Linked DNA regions of Arabidopsis thaliana: region 1 is linked to region 2. The links are chromatin contacts, called in public capture Hi-C maps. All regions are on one chromosome and are shown on one strand. The core of a region is the stretch at or near the end of the contact, and the rest is flanking DNA. Distances in the headings are between cores, read along the strand shown.

Region 1 (6,297 bases), core at 2,367-4,866, 35 kb after region 2:
GTTCAAGTATTTAAGTATGGAACTTGATACGGAAGGGCGGTATCTGTTCCTTAATGCAATCGCCAATCAGCTTCGATACCCCAACAACCACACTCATTACTTTTCTTTCATCATGCTCTATCTATTCTTCGAATCTGATCAGGTGAGTTTGCTTTGCTTGTCAAGAGTTGTGTGGAAAAATTAGTGAGCATGGAAATCTGATTTTTTTTTTCTTTTTCTTGGGATGAATGAAACAGGAGATCATACAGGAGCAAATAACTAGAGTGCTGTTGGAACGGCTAATTGTGAACAGGCCACATCCATGGGGACTTCTAATCACATTCATTGAGCTAATAAAGAACCCAAGATATAGCTTCTGGAAACAAGCCTTCATCAGATGTGCGCCTGAGATTGAGAAGCTGTTTGAATCGGTAGCCAGATCCTGTGGTGGCCTGAAGCCTGTCGACGAGGGAATGGTTTCGGGAGGTTGGGTCTCAGACAATTCTCACTAGCTCTTTAGCTTTCAACTTGTATATATGTATGCGTATTTTGATATTATGTTGTAACAATTATACATACAGTAGGAGAGATTTTAGGAGTCTTAGTTTATTTATTTAACTTCAAGATTCACAAACATGTTTTCTAATTACAAAAAAAAAAAACACTATTATTCCTTTATCCTTGCTCTTAAGGGTCTGTTTGAGAATTAGTTAGGTGAAAACATGTTTGAGAAATCGGCGGGGATTGTGTTTTCATGGTCATAAAACATGACCATAAACACTGAAAGAGATTATGATTATGCTGAGGGAGTGTGAGAAATCGGCAGGGATTGTCATCATATAGTACTAGACTACTAGTACTTTGTATAACGTTCTCAGGAACATGTTTCGGTCAGAATTCCGATGGTGGGATCTAGTCGATGACGTAATAAACAACACTTTCATGCCCGCCTAAGAGGCAGCTGTCGCAGACTAAGCAGGTTTCAACATGTGAGGGGCCAAGGCGCTGGCTAGTGGTCAAAAGACGGAACACTGAGAATATCTGTATCATTCCATATGATCCAAGCGCCTAGCTTTGCTCAAGTGTCAAGACTATTGATTACTGAATACTAAATTCAAAGCCATTTTTCTTTTAATGGGCAGAGAGACACCAAATTTGCTAATGAGGGAAATCAAACATAACAAGGGGTTATTGTGAGAGAGAACAGAGGATCTTATACAAGTTGAAAATCCGCAACCAAATAATCATAATCTACTCTCGGTAAATGGAATGTCAATCCGCACTGACCATTTGCTCTCTCTTGCTCCTCTACCTTGTTACAGGATGCCTCCTCCTGCGTTCCAAAGTTGAATGTGTGTATGTTATATCATCTCCTTTGTACTTATCATCTCACTCATATCTAATATTCGTTACCTCTTTGGTCGGATCCCATCTTCTTCGTAGTCCATCACTCCACTTGGTTCCCCAAACATCTCCTTATTCCCTCTGATGTCAACATCCCCCTGCCCACAACGTAAGTAAGACTATATCGACCACCACCCTTCCCAATCATATTTCAGACACAAAAAACCAAACGAACCTTGTTTCATTTCATTTAACAATCAGACAATAACCAAGTACTACCATTCCAAACAATTCATGTCCTCTAATGACTTTAACACTTCACTAACAGCCGTTGTGATTGCGTTCCTTGTTTGTTTTTAATTAAAGAAAACTTCATAATATATGTTTACATCCAACATGTAAGATTTCTTGTTCCACGAAAGAACGGTTAAAAAAGCCCGCCACAGTTGGCTGATCGATTCGTTTGTTATTAAGAAACATAACTTTTTAATCTATGATAGGACTGGACTTGGAAAGCTCAAAGACCTAGAAAGATTTTTTTATCAAGTCTCTCCCATCCCCGCTTACATAGACCTAAGCTATTAATAAGAAGAAACCCACTACAATTCTCTGAAGAAATATAAGACAGAATAGCTGACTGGACTCTAACTCATGGTCACAAGACAGTAACCAAGAAAGAATGTAACCAATATTAGTTACATAATATACTTAGTAGGGAAAAGTGAAGCCAATAGGACTCCAAGCGCGACTGACCTTCATGGACAGAGACTTCTTCACTTCTTCCACCCCTTCTTCTGCTTCCTTACGATGTTTTTTGTCCATCTCACTCATATTGTCCGCCCATTTGATCTTGTCTTGAATTGAAATGAGCAGATTCTCTGACGTGTTCAACCTAGACATCAATTTGGGCCAACACATAAAAGAGTAGGACGTCATTAGCCATGTATTCTAACATCACGTACAAGTTCTTATAATTAGATATAGAAGGCAAAAAATCCTGGATCTAAGGGAAGAAGAAAACTACCAGTTGGACAATGTGTGTAACATATTCCCTAGTTGACCTGGCCTTAGATCCCTACCAGCTGCAAACGGAACCTGCATGGTTGCAAGAGATATATGATGTTTAGAAGGGGGGGCTCGTACGTTTAGAAACAAAGCACAATGGTTAAAATAGGAAAAGGAGGCCCAAACCAAAACACACCTCAAAACATCTTTTTAACTGATCCAGTTTTCCCCTAACTATACCCTGCAAAGTGTAAAAGAAAAAAAATGAGCACCATGCGTTGTCACAGTTAGTTGTCAAATAGAGATTAGAAGACTGCTAAAGAGTACTCACCGCATACATGCATTCATTGATAAGAAAGTCCTCGAGTTCGCGAACATTGGAAACATCTAACTCGACCATTAGTGTATCATAGGGCAATACCTATAACAAGCAGAGTGAGAGAGACATTCAGTTAGGCAAACAGCAGGGGAAAAAGATAATGGAACAGAGTAGATAGCAGGAGCAAATCATGAACCTAAGACAAATATACCTTGTTAGACTCAGCAAGGGTGAGGACAGTGAGCTGCTTAAGCTTAAGAATTTGGTCAGGGGACAAGTGCGGAAGACGGGTGGCATTGCCTAGTGTTTCGATGAAAGCAAGTCAAGAGGAGAGAATATGACAAAAGGGAAAACGAATTGAAATAGCATATGACAAAGGGGTCATACATTTGTAGTCTCCCCAGGTGCCATGGGCAAACAAGCGTAGTAGATCCAGGTACACAGAATCTGTGGTTCCTTCAAGCTGCACAATTACGATTAATCAGCTACTAGTATCTATCAAGTTGTTATGATCAGCGAAGAACAAAAGCATGTAAAACCCTAGATCGTGAAAAGCATAAAGTAGTAGTACCTGGGCAACATTGGGTAGAGCCAAAATCTCGGAGAAGGCGAAGAGAGAAGGATGCGATGTGGCTTCGATGATGAGCGGGCCCAGAGCCTCGGATTTGCAAGTAGAAGCTCGCTTCACGAGCTGATCAATGATCTCGGCTTGCTTCTGCTCGATATCCATCTTCCAAACAAATCGATTTCCGGTGGTTTAGGGTTTTCTTTCTTACCACACTAATAACGAATAAAATCCCAAACTTCTTCTCTCTGCTCCTTCCTTCTTCCGTTTTTATATTACTGTTTTTTTTATGTGACCGACCGAATTCTTCTAGAATCTTGTTTAATAATTGGGCTCAAATTTCGTAGTTTCTGGGCCAAGGCCTACTAAGAGAAATATTAGAAACCGCGTCTGGTGAGCCCAAACAATCCCGGGGAAGAGAGAGACTATTGAATATTCTTCTTCCTTCATTTTGGCTGAGAGAGCGACGACGATGGCGGAATCTCGCAGCAACAGAGCGGCGGTTCAGGCTACTAACGACGATGCATCCGCCAGTAAATTGTACGCCTACCTCTTTCTCTCTTCTTTAATTAGGGCTCTTCTTTTTTTTTTGTTGTTGTTGTGGATCTTTGAGCCTAGATAATATTTTTAAAGGTCTTGTGTCAAAAAGGGATATATGAAAGACGACTATGTTCATCTCTTTGTGAAAAGACCTGTTCGAAGATCTCCCATCATTAATCGAGGTTACTTTTCCCGTTGGGCTGCCTTCCGAAAGCTTATGTCTCAGTTTCTTCTAAGCGGGACAAGTTCTAAGAAACAGATACTGTCTCTCGGAGCTGGCTTTGATACTACCTATTTTCAGTTGCTGGTGCGTCTTCTTTTTCTTCTCCTTTTTGTTAGCTTTTACCAAATTCACCATTCTTCGGCTTATTCCAGGGATCTCTCGCTTCTTCTCTTCTCATTTTGTAGGATGAGGGGAATGGGCCCAATCTCTATGTGGAACTTGATTTTAAGGAGGTACTACTGGATGAGCGTGCTGACAAAAGTATCCATCATGTGTTTTGAGTCTAATGCCTAAATGGATTTGCTTCTTACGTTAGGTGACTAGCAAGAAGGCTGCTGTTATACAAAACTCCAGCCAACTCAGGGACAAACTAGGAGCCAATGCATCTATTTCTATTGGTAAGAGCCTTTTTTCCCCCCATGTATTATTATGTAGAATGATCCTTTTCATTATGATGCATTTCAGCTTGTGCACTCATATTTTTCTTCATTCCGCTTCTACTAGCTACTAACTCAACCACCCCCTTTTACTTTGTACCGTTAGCGTCTAGTTTCAGTTGCTTACTCTTAACTCGTTGGGCTGTTTATCTCTACAGACGAAGGACAAGTTCTCAGTGATCATTACAAGTTACTTCCAGTTGACCTGCGCGATATACCAAAATTAAGAGATGTTATATCCTTTGCAGATATGGATCTAAGGTATCCATGAATAATTTTTATTTATTTTACACACTGTTATCTTGAACCTTCAACCCTCTTCTTCTACCCGGGTTTAAGATATATGGTAACAGATACTTACTGGTGATAGACCTACTTGATCCCTAATATCATTATCAGTCTGCCGACGTTTATTATTGCAGAATGTGTTTTGATTTATCTGGACCCCGATTCAAGCCGTGCCATCGTCAATTGGTCGTCAAAAACGTTTTCAACTGCAGTATTTTTCTTATATGAGCAGGTTAGCTCAACTGTGATTTTCCTTGTCTGCATAATATTGCAGATACGAATCTTATTGCTTATGTGTCTAACCCGTTGGGTTTCTGTTTGCAGATCCATCCAGATGATGCATTTGGGCATCAAATGATTAGAAATTTGGAGGTAAGAACGTGTACTCTACTACTCTAGTTACAGCGACATCTTCATTAGTAAAGCTTTTTTGAGATTTTTGTCAAAATATGGATACTAGTATGACACTAAAATATTCTAGTATTGCCACATGGGTTCATGTTGTACTGATCAATTACCTTCATTTAAACTTGTTCTGAAAGCTTAACGGTGTTTCTGTTCTTCAGAGTCGGGGATGTGCACTCTTAAGCATTGATGCATCACCAACTTTACTTGCAAAGGAGAGATTGTTTCTTGATAATGGATGGCAGGTTCGTTTTGCAGTTAGAATATTATGATTAAAGCAGGGCTAACTTTCATGTATAATTTCTGATATAAGGACTCTCATTTCTTTACCCTCTTCTTTATTCTGGTGTTTCAGAGAGCTGTTGCCTGGGACATGCTAAAAGTGTATGGTAGTTTTGTTGATACTCAAGAAAAACGCAGGTCAGTACTGTACGTTTTGTTAAAACTGTGTAAGGGCGTTATGTTATTCATACCTAGTATCTGGCTGAACTCTGTCAAGAAATATCTAAAAAATGCTGTTGCCCGTGACTTTTGAGCTTTCCAATGTTTTTTAGATGAACCTCTTACAGTCTTACTATATATATCCTGTTTTTTGTTTTTTCTTCTCTCTCACTCTCTCTCTCACTATCCTGTTTTGGCTCTCTTGTTTCTTCAATTCATGAGCTTTCATTAGAAAGCCTACTTCTCTTGGAATATATCTTAAATGAGAATGTCGTGTTTCTAGGATCGAGCGATTGGAGTTGTTTGACGAATTTGAAGAGTGGCACATGATGCAGGCAAGTCTGTCTATACCTCATTAACTAGATGTTGCACCTCTATGTATGTATGGGAAAGCATAAAAAGACCAAAAGATGATTGGTGTTGAATATCAACGGTATCCATTATATATTTTTGATGATGCATGCGTCAGATCTTGTTCTAGTGTGTAGGTAGTTGAGCATTATTTAACCGTTTATATTCAACAGGAACATTACTGTGTCACATATGCTGTCAATGATGCAATGGTACGTACATGAGTCTCTACAAGTCATTGTACTTTTTAGATTCTGGAATGTTTTTTTGATTAAAAAAATGCAGGGAATATTTGGTGATTTCGGTTTCACAAGAGAAGGGGGCGGTGAAAGAATGAGCTCATCAGCGTCATCACCTTGAAAAGGAGGAGGGTTTGTATTGCATTGAATCCCCGGAACTT
Region 2 (6,322 bases), core at 2,253-4,752:
GGATATTCCAGGCATTCTATTTTACATAATGATTTCTTATTTTTTGGTCCATTTGAGAGGAGCTTGGATTTTTTCTAAGAGTAGTTCATATCTTTCTTCACACCCAGTGACTCAGTGTTGAAAAGTGCTTCTACGGAGTTCAAGAAGCTGGGGCAACGCATCTTTGTATTCATAATTGGTGGGGCAACTCGATCCGAGGTATACATTCAAACAAATCCGACCTTAAATGAATGCTATATATGTTTCTTTTTGTCAAAGCTTGTGTCAACATTGGCATAACTTTTTGACAGCTCCGAGTTTGCCACAAGTTGACAAGCAGTTTGAGGAGAGAAGTGGTACTAGGCTCCACTAGTTTCGATGATCCCCCACAGTACATCACGGTAACACAACATATCCCTTTTAAGAGTTGCTGATTGCTAAATACAAAAAAAAATACCATGGAACCTCAAAGACTGGTGACTGATTTAAATTCTTAATCCAACTGTGTTTTAAATGTTGTCGCAGAAGCTGAAATTGCTGTCGGAAAAAGACATACAAGGGGCTCCTGCTCAGCCCTTCAAACCACAATACTGGTGAATTTGACACAGCTTGAGTCTCAAAAATGTATTTAGGAGAAGTAAAAAAAAAGGCTAATAATTTTGCAATTGAAAGAAGAGTGGATAAGTAAACCTTGTCCAGAGACAAGACTTGGGATCAGGTTAGTAGAAACGTTATGGTGAAGACTTATTTTTTGTTCTTGCTTCTCCTTGACCCCAAACCGTCGCCTTTCCCTTATTTTTTTTCTTCATATGGGTCATTTGGTTCATACTCTATATACTTTTGTGTCACAATTTAACTCTATATATTAGTCTCTACGTCGACTTAATGGAAAAAGTGAAGATGATAGCTTCTAATTTGCTTTATTTATTTATAAACTTTTGGCTATTATTGATTCTTCTGATGTAAGTTAATTTTAAGTTTCGAGTTATATAGCAATCGTTAAGTTGGCAAAAGATTTTAACCCTCGAGACTTTTTGGACAACAAAACGCAAATATGATAGAGCGGAAGCTCATTAAAAAATCGTTTTAGAGCAATGTCACCAAACAAAGAAAATCCATTTCCCAATAAAAAAACAACGAATATAAAATTCGATTATATATTTACCATCAACCACTTAACAGACCACAAAATGAAGGCTGTTTACGGATTCAACACAGATTAACGGGTATGTATGTATGATCTAGGCAACGGTGGTGGTGGGACCAGGATAAGCAGGAAGAGTCATGATCCGCTTGTCTACAACTGGACCTCCCACAGTGAAATGGTACAGACTCTGAAAGCTAGAGTCATTAATCCCCAGAACCTCGTGCACTGGATCATCGAAATAGCACCCAATCCCGGTTGCTGAGATCCCCATTGCGTGTGCTTCCAGGTACAAAACTTGTCCAACAACACCCGTCTCCCAGAACAGTCGAGGGTACATCCATGAGCCCTTCTCCCGCAGTGCTGGTTCAAACCGAGCTATCATGCCTAAGCTGAAGCATCCATCCCCTGCAATGTCCTGCATCCATCAACCACAATGATTCAGTAACCAAGTGAAATATATTGTTAATTACAACTCTATCCGACTCTGTACCTGATGACATGATAGCCCTTTTGCCAGCCTCTGGCAATCACCCTCGGCGAGCTTGTACAGAGGAAGATTGTCCGGACATCCATCTGGTTTAGTCCACTCAAATTCAGGCCTCGTAGCTGTCTTGAGATCACTGAGATGATCCTCGTTTCTGACTAGGAGATACAGTCCCTTAGGCAAACCCGAAACTCTGTGAACAAACAAGGCAAGATGAACCTCAGCAGTATCCCAAGGAAGAGCTCGAAACGGCAGCGCAAGTTGCTCTTTTTGGGACTCGCCTGTGGAAGGAAGACAGTGCATCAGCATCTGGTAAAACGAAGACATGTCTATACAAGTAACAGCGTCCATATCAACAGCACTTCTTCTCGTCCTTACAACTTGCCTCACCGTTAACTTATTATATGAACTGTGGCTAAACAGAGCACGACTGCTTGTGAAGGAAGCAACATCAATTGAAGAAGAAGAGGTGGAGTAGATCAATGGAGGCTTTTCTACAGCCTTGGCTGTCCTGTAGATGATATCCCAACACAAATGCTCTTTGCTCAGAGTATTGGGGTTTCCAGTCCATTCTAGGCTTGGGAAGTCTCTAAGGGCAGAGCTAATTGCGAGGTAGTCTAAGTTGAGATGTTCTCTACTAGTTCCGTTGGGGAAAACAAGGAGTAAGCAGTCAGGATGCTCGAATTCAATCTCAGGGAGCTCAGCTTTACCTTTACCTTCAGGTAACTGAAATTCGGGGAGACCCATAAGCCTCTTGAGATCATCAGCTCCGAAAGCGTCGAGAAGCTTCAAGTCCCAGCCTAGGTCTGCGGCTGCAATGGAGAGAGCGGCAATGGCGTGGCCGACGTCGTGGTTACAGTAACGAAACGCTCGTTCTCCGTACTTCCAAGCTTCACGCCAGAAAATTGAAGAAATTCCGATGAGAAAAGAATTCTCCGGGAAGAAGTTGGGGAAAAAGGAAGAGGGGATGTGAGCTCTAACCTCCAAAGAATGCTCTTTGGGAGCATAGTGGGAGACGAAAGCGGATTGGGAGAGGGAAGGGATGGGAGGAGCAATGAGATAGGCCTCGGTGGGATGCAAGTTACCGCTGCTGGGGTTGACGCGGAGGGGCCACGTGGAGGATCCGGTGGTCTTCCAGGCGGAGAGAGCGAGAGAATGGTAGAAAAGGTGAGAGATTGTAGGAAGAGAGATGGGTTTGGGCGGAGGAAGCGAGTCGAATAGAGTAGAGTAGAGAGGAGAGTCGGAGTCGTCGTCGATGTCGTGATTGGGGTGTTGGAGAGGAAGAAGAGGAGCAGAGAGGTACCGGCGGAAGGGATTAGGCTGATTGGCCCAGTCGAGACCACGAGGACCTCTCGCGTAACCGTTCAAGGAGTGCTTCGTCTGGTTGTGGTACTTGAGGACCAATTCAAGCGAAGAGGAGGAATCGTCCTTGTTAGGGTTTTCCACAGAAGAAGAAGAAGAAGAAGAAGAAGAAGAAGAAGAGAAGGTCATGGCGAAGATAAAGGCACTTTTTGGTGTTCGAGGAATGGAGAGAAGAGAGGTCGAAGACGCGAACCTCCACGAAATCGTCGGATTCATCATTGCTTCTCCTTTCCTCTGTCTGGGATTCGACATCTCAAAACCAGAAACCAACGGATCTTTGTACCGGGACGGTTCAGATATGGATGGACCGGTTAAGGGATAACCAAAATTGCCTGTGATTTCTCTCTGTGACTTGGGGAACAACTCCACTGCAATTACACCTTTGTTTTCTTTCCTTTTTTTAAAGAAGAAGAAGAAAGTGCAATCTAAAGGCGTGACTCGTTAGAGCTTTTTTGTTGTCCAAAAGTTACGGTGGTCTCTCTGTCTCTTAGTCGGCAAAATTCCCTCTTTAAGAGTATATAAGTAATTTTGGGTATTCTTTTTTTATTTCATTGGCATAACGAAACACACGACTTGAGCAACAACAAACCACGTCACTCGATCACGCTTTCATGCTTTACCATTTTCCCACACAAATCGACTACTATCACATGATTTCCCTCATTACCTAACTCACTTGTGTTCTTTGACCACATCAAAATTTGTCCTCAATACGTACACTTGGAGAATTTTACTACATTACTTGGAATCAAAGGTGGTAATTACTATAGTTTGACCAATCTGATCAAGCATTAAAAAACCGACGAGGCCATCTCTTCCTCCTCCGATGGCGCTGGGAGATTTAGATCTATCAAGCTAATTATTATTCCTGATCTTCTCGTGAATTCATTATTAGCGGAAGCGTGAGATCTTTTGTGACCTCCGAGAGCTTGACCAGATGTGAAGACTTTGGCACAGATTGGACATTCATGGTGACTACTAGTACTCTTCTTCTTCTTCTTCTTCAACTCATCTGAGCCTAATTGATCTGTTTCTGCTATCTTCTTCTTGTGGCTTGCTCTGTGTCCCCCTAACGCCTGATACGACTTAAACACTTTCTCGCAAGTCTCGCACTCGAACCACTTATTCCTCTTCTTCTTCCATCTCTCTTCATCACTTTCCTCTTCCTCCTTCTCCCACTTGTCTCTCGACAGCAACATGAGACTCAAGGCCACGTCTTCTTCCGTTGTTGCAGCGTCCGACACCGAACTCATCGGTTCCTGCTCCGTACACGACTCACTGAGTTCTTGAACCCCGATCTTGATATCTGCTGCTCTTGCGGTTTCACTTTTCCCTTCTTCGTTGGATTGTTGATGACGTAATGATGAGATGGATCTCCGGTTAAGTCTGGATCGTTTGCGGGAGGGCTTCTTGGACGACTCGGTTTCACTCTCTCTGTCCTGAAGAACAAACCCTGGATCAGCCATGGAAGACGAATATGACTCGGGCTGACTGGGGAGAGGGTGAATGAGCATGTGAGACCTCATGTGACCTCCCAAAGCCCTTCCATTAGCGAAGCTCTTCCAACATAACTTGCACTTATGCCTCTCTTCCATTTCCTCAATTTACCAAAACAGAGCAGAAATAGAAGAAAAAGGAGAGAGAGAGAGAGGGAGAATATAAGAAGAAGAAGAAGAAGAAGTCGGAGTAGGTTACAAGCACTCTTCCACCAACACTTAAGCTAATATACGAAGTCCCAACAACAAGTTAATGTTTTCTTTTTAAGGAAAAGAATTAATGGGATACTTAAGAATATCAACGAAAGCAGTTTACTTTCTTTTTTAATATCAGAAACGGCTAAATAAAAGACCTGTCTGTTGTGTAAACATAAATACAAATAAGCCTCTAAATATATATAATTATCAGTTATGTTTTTCTTATTTTATTGACAGATTGAGCCAAAAAAAAAGAAAAAAAAAAGAGTATTGAATGATGAAGTGAAGAGCCGTTGATCAAACATGTAACATGCGATCTCACACCTTTATTCCTCCACGCTGACTTTTTTTCTCCTCTAATTTTTCAAATACACTCTTCTACTAGCCCAAAAATACTAGTATGTAAATAGTAAATACTAGTATGTAACTGAAAATTTCAATACTTTGTTGATTAGAAAAGAGTTTGTGGATGAGGGTATTCATTTTGGTAAAGTTGCAAACAAAAACCGTTGAGGTTTTGTTGTAACGACTAAACAACACTAGCACTGGCCCCTCTATTTCTAACTTTACCAAATTTTAATGATTCTGTGACAAATACACCAACTCTCCTTAAATCATAGGTTGACACGTGTGACTAAACTGCTGACTTCCCGCATCGTATAGTTAGTGCTATCTTTGACTCTCATACTCACACGCCCTTTTGGTGTTGACTCACCTCTTGTCATTTATTTGGATGAAATTTCAATATAAGAATCTAAATTTCATTACTCTACAAATTTCTACTAACAAAAATATTTTCCCAAGCATGTCTAAATAATTTTAACCTTATCTCGTTGAGACGTTATTACCTCATACTAGACCAAAATTTCCTTGTATCAATAGCGTGCAACTCTTGTACGTGTCTATATGTGTCAATTGTTGTTAAAGTACATGTCCTCAAGTTAATTGATTAAAGATCTTTTGAGTGGCCCAAAGAGTCATATACTTTGCTTGAGCTTTTCTCAAAGAGAAATTGGAGGATATCAGTTGACATTAATCAAATTCCCCCCGCTAATCCTAGTTTTCAGCTGATGGTTGGTGGGCTTCCTAAAGTCAAAAGTTCATAACTTGTAATGGCAACCACTCATTAATAACATATATGCGAGATAAAAATGACTCTTTTCTTGTAATCGTATTGAGAGAAATGACCCTTTCCTTGCAATCGGTGCTTAATTAAGAACCACCAAAATTATCAATTCCGTTGAGGCGTTGACTCATGTTCATGTGTTTTCAGTGTAGTAAGAGCCTTTTGATTATTAACATGATTAAAATATATATGGGCATATCACGAGAGTTATTTGATACGTGATATTCGTTTATTTATTTGATATTTTTCTTCTTTGTGATTTCTTAATTTCGAATTTACAATTTCTTTTCTGGAAAACTTCAAAATTATATCTCCTTCTTGATGGCTTAACAAGTAAATTATATCACTCTGTAAGATTACAAACATGAAATTAAAACATTTGCGCTTATATGAGCAAGGAGCCCTTGGTTATCTTACTTTATTCTCAACGTATATAATAATAAAAAATGATACAATTATCTATCTTGTATATTAACTAGTTGTGAAACTTAATTTCTTACTTATATCTTTGTATATATTGGACTAGAACT

Evidence for each region. Capture Hi-C pulls out chosen DNA fragments and counts their contacts.
Region 1: a contact with region 2 is called in a capture Hi-C map of seedling, with 2.2 times the contacts expected there. The contact joins the promoter of FUS5 here to the promoter of AT1G02020 in region 2. A contact is called at or near these places in 8 of 26 Hi-C or Micro-C datasets (leaf, root, rosette leaf and 2 more), 1 of 2 datasets of contacts at active chromatin or transcription factors (shoot) and 1 of 3 other capture datasets (seedling).

What each region holds. Positions count from the first base shown.
Region 1 is chr1:386,192-392,488 of TAIR10.1, forward strand. It overlaps FUS5 (Proteasome component (PCI) domain protein), which reads right to left and starts at 3,617. Exons shown (of 9, transcript NM_100089.3): 1 at 3,219-3,617; 2 at 3,035-3,110; 3 at 2,859-2,947; 4 at 2,660-2,749; 5 at 2,525-2,569; 6 at 2,348-2,418; 7 at 2,077-2,215; 8 at 1,393-1,481; 9 at 1,086-1,312. The coding sequence starts at 3,377. The coding sequence ends at 1,288. SBI1 (Leucine carboxyl methyltransferase) reads left to right here and starts at 3,621. Exons shown (of 12, transcript NM_100090.4): 1 at 3,621-3,752; 2 at 3,846-4,059; 3 at 4,161-4,208; 4 at 4,292-4,373; 5 at 4,571-4,673; 6 at 4,812-4,932; 7 at 5,025-5,072; 8 at 5,267-5,350; 9 at 5,461-5,525; 10 at 5,830-5,881; 11 at 6,071-6,109; 12 at 6,183-6,297. The coding sequence starts at 3,685. The coding sequence ends at 6,257. AT1G02080 (transcription regulator) reads left to right here. Exons shown (of 50, transcript NM_100088.5): 49 at 1-142; 50 at 237-656. The coding sequence ends at 491.
Region 2 is chr1:351,622-357,943 of TAIR10.1, forward strand. It overlaps AT1G02020 (nitroreductase family protein), which reads right to left and starts at 3,503. Exons shown (of 2, transcript NM_100082.4): 1 at 1,617-3,503; 2 at 1,001-1,541. The coding sequence starts at 3,224. The coding sequence ends at 1,221. It overlaps AT1G02030 (C2H2-like zinc finger protein), which reads right to left and starts at 5,637. Exons shown (of 1, transcript NM_100083.2): 1 at 3,503-5,637. The coding sequence starts at 4,567. The coding sequence ends at 3,764. It overlaps SEC1A (secretory 1A), which reads left to right. Exons shown (of 21, transcript NM_100081.5): 18 at 1-11; 19 at 108-198; 20 at 291-380; 21 at 505-924. The coding sequence ends at 576. AT1G02040 (C2H2-type zinc finger family protein) reads right to left here. Exons shown (of 1, transcript NM_100084.2): 1 at 6,285-6,322.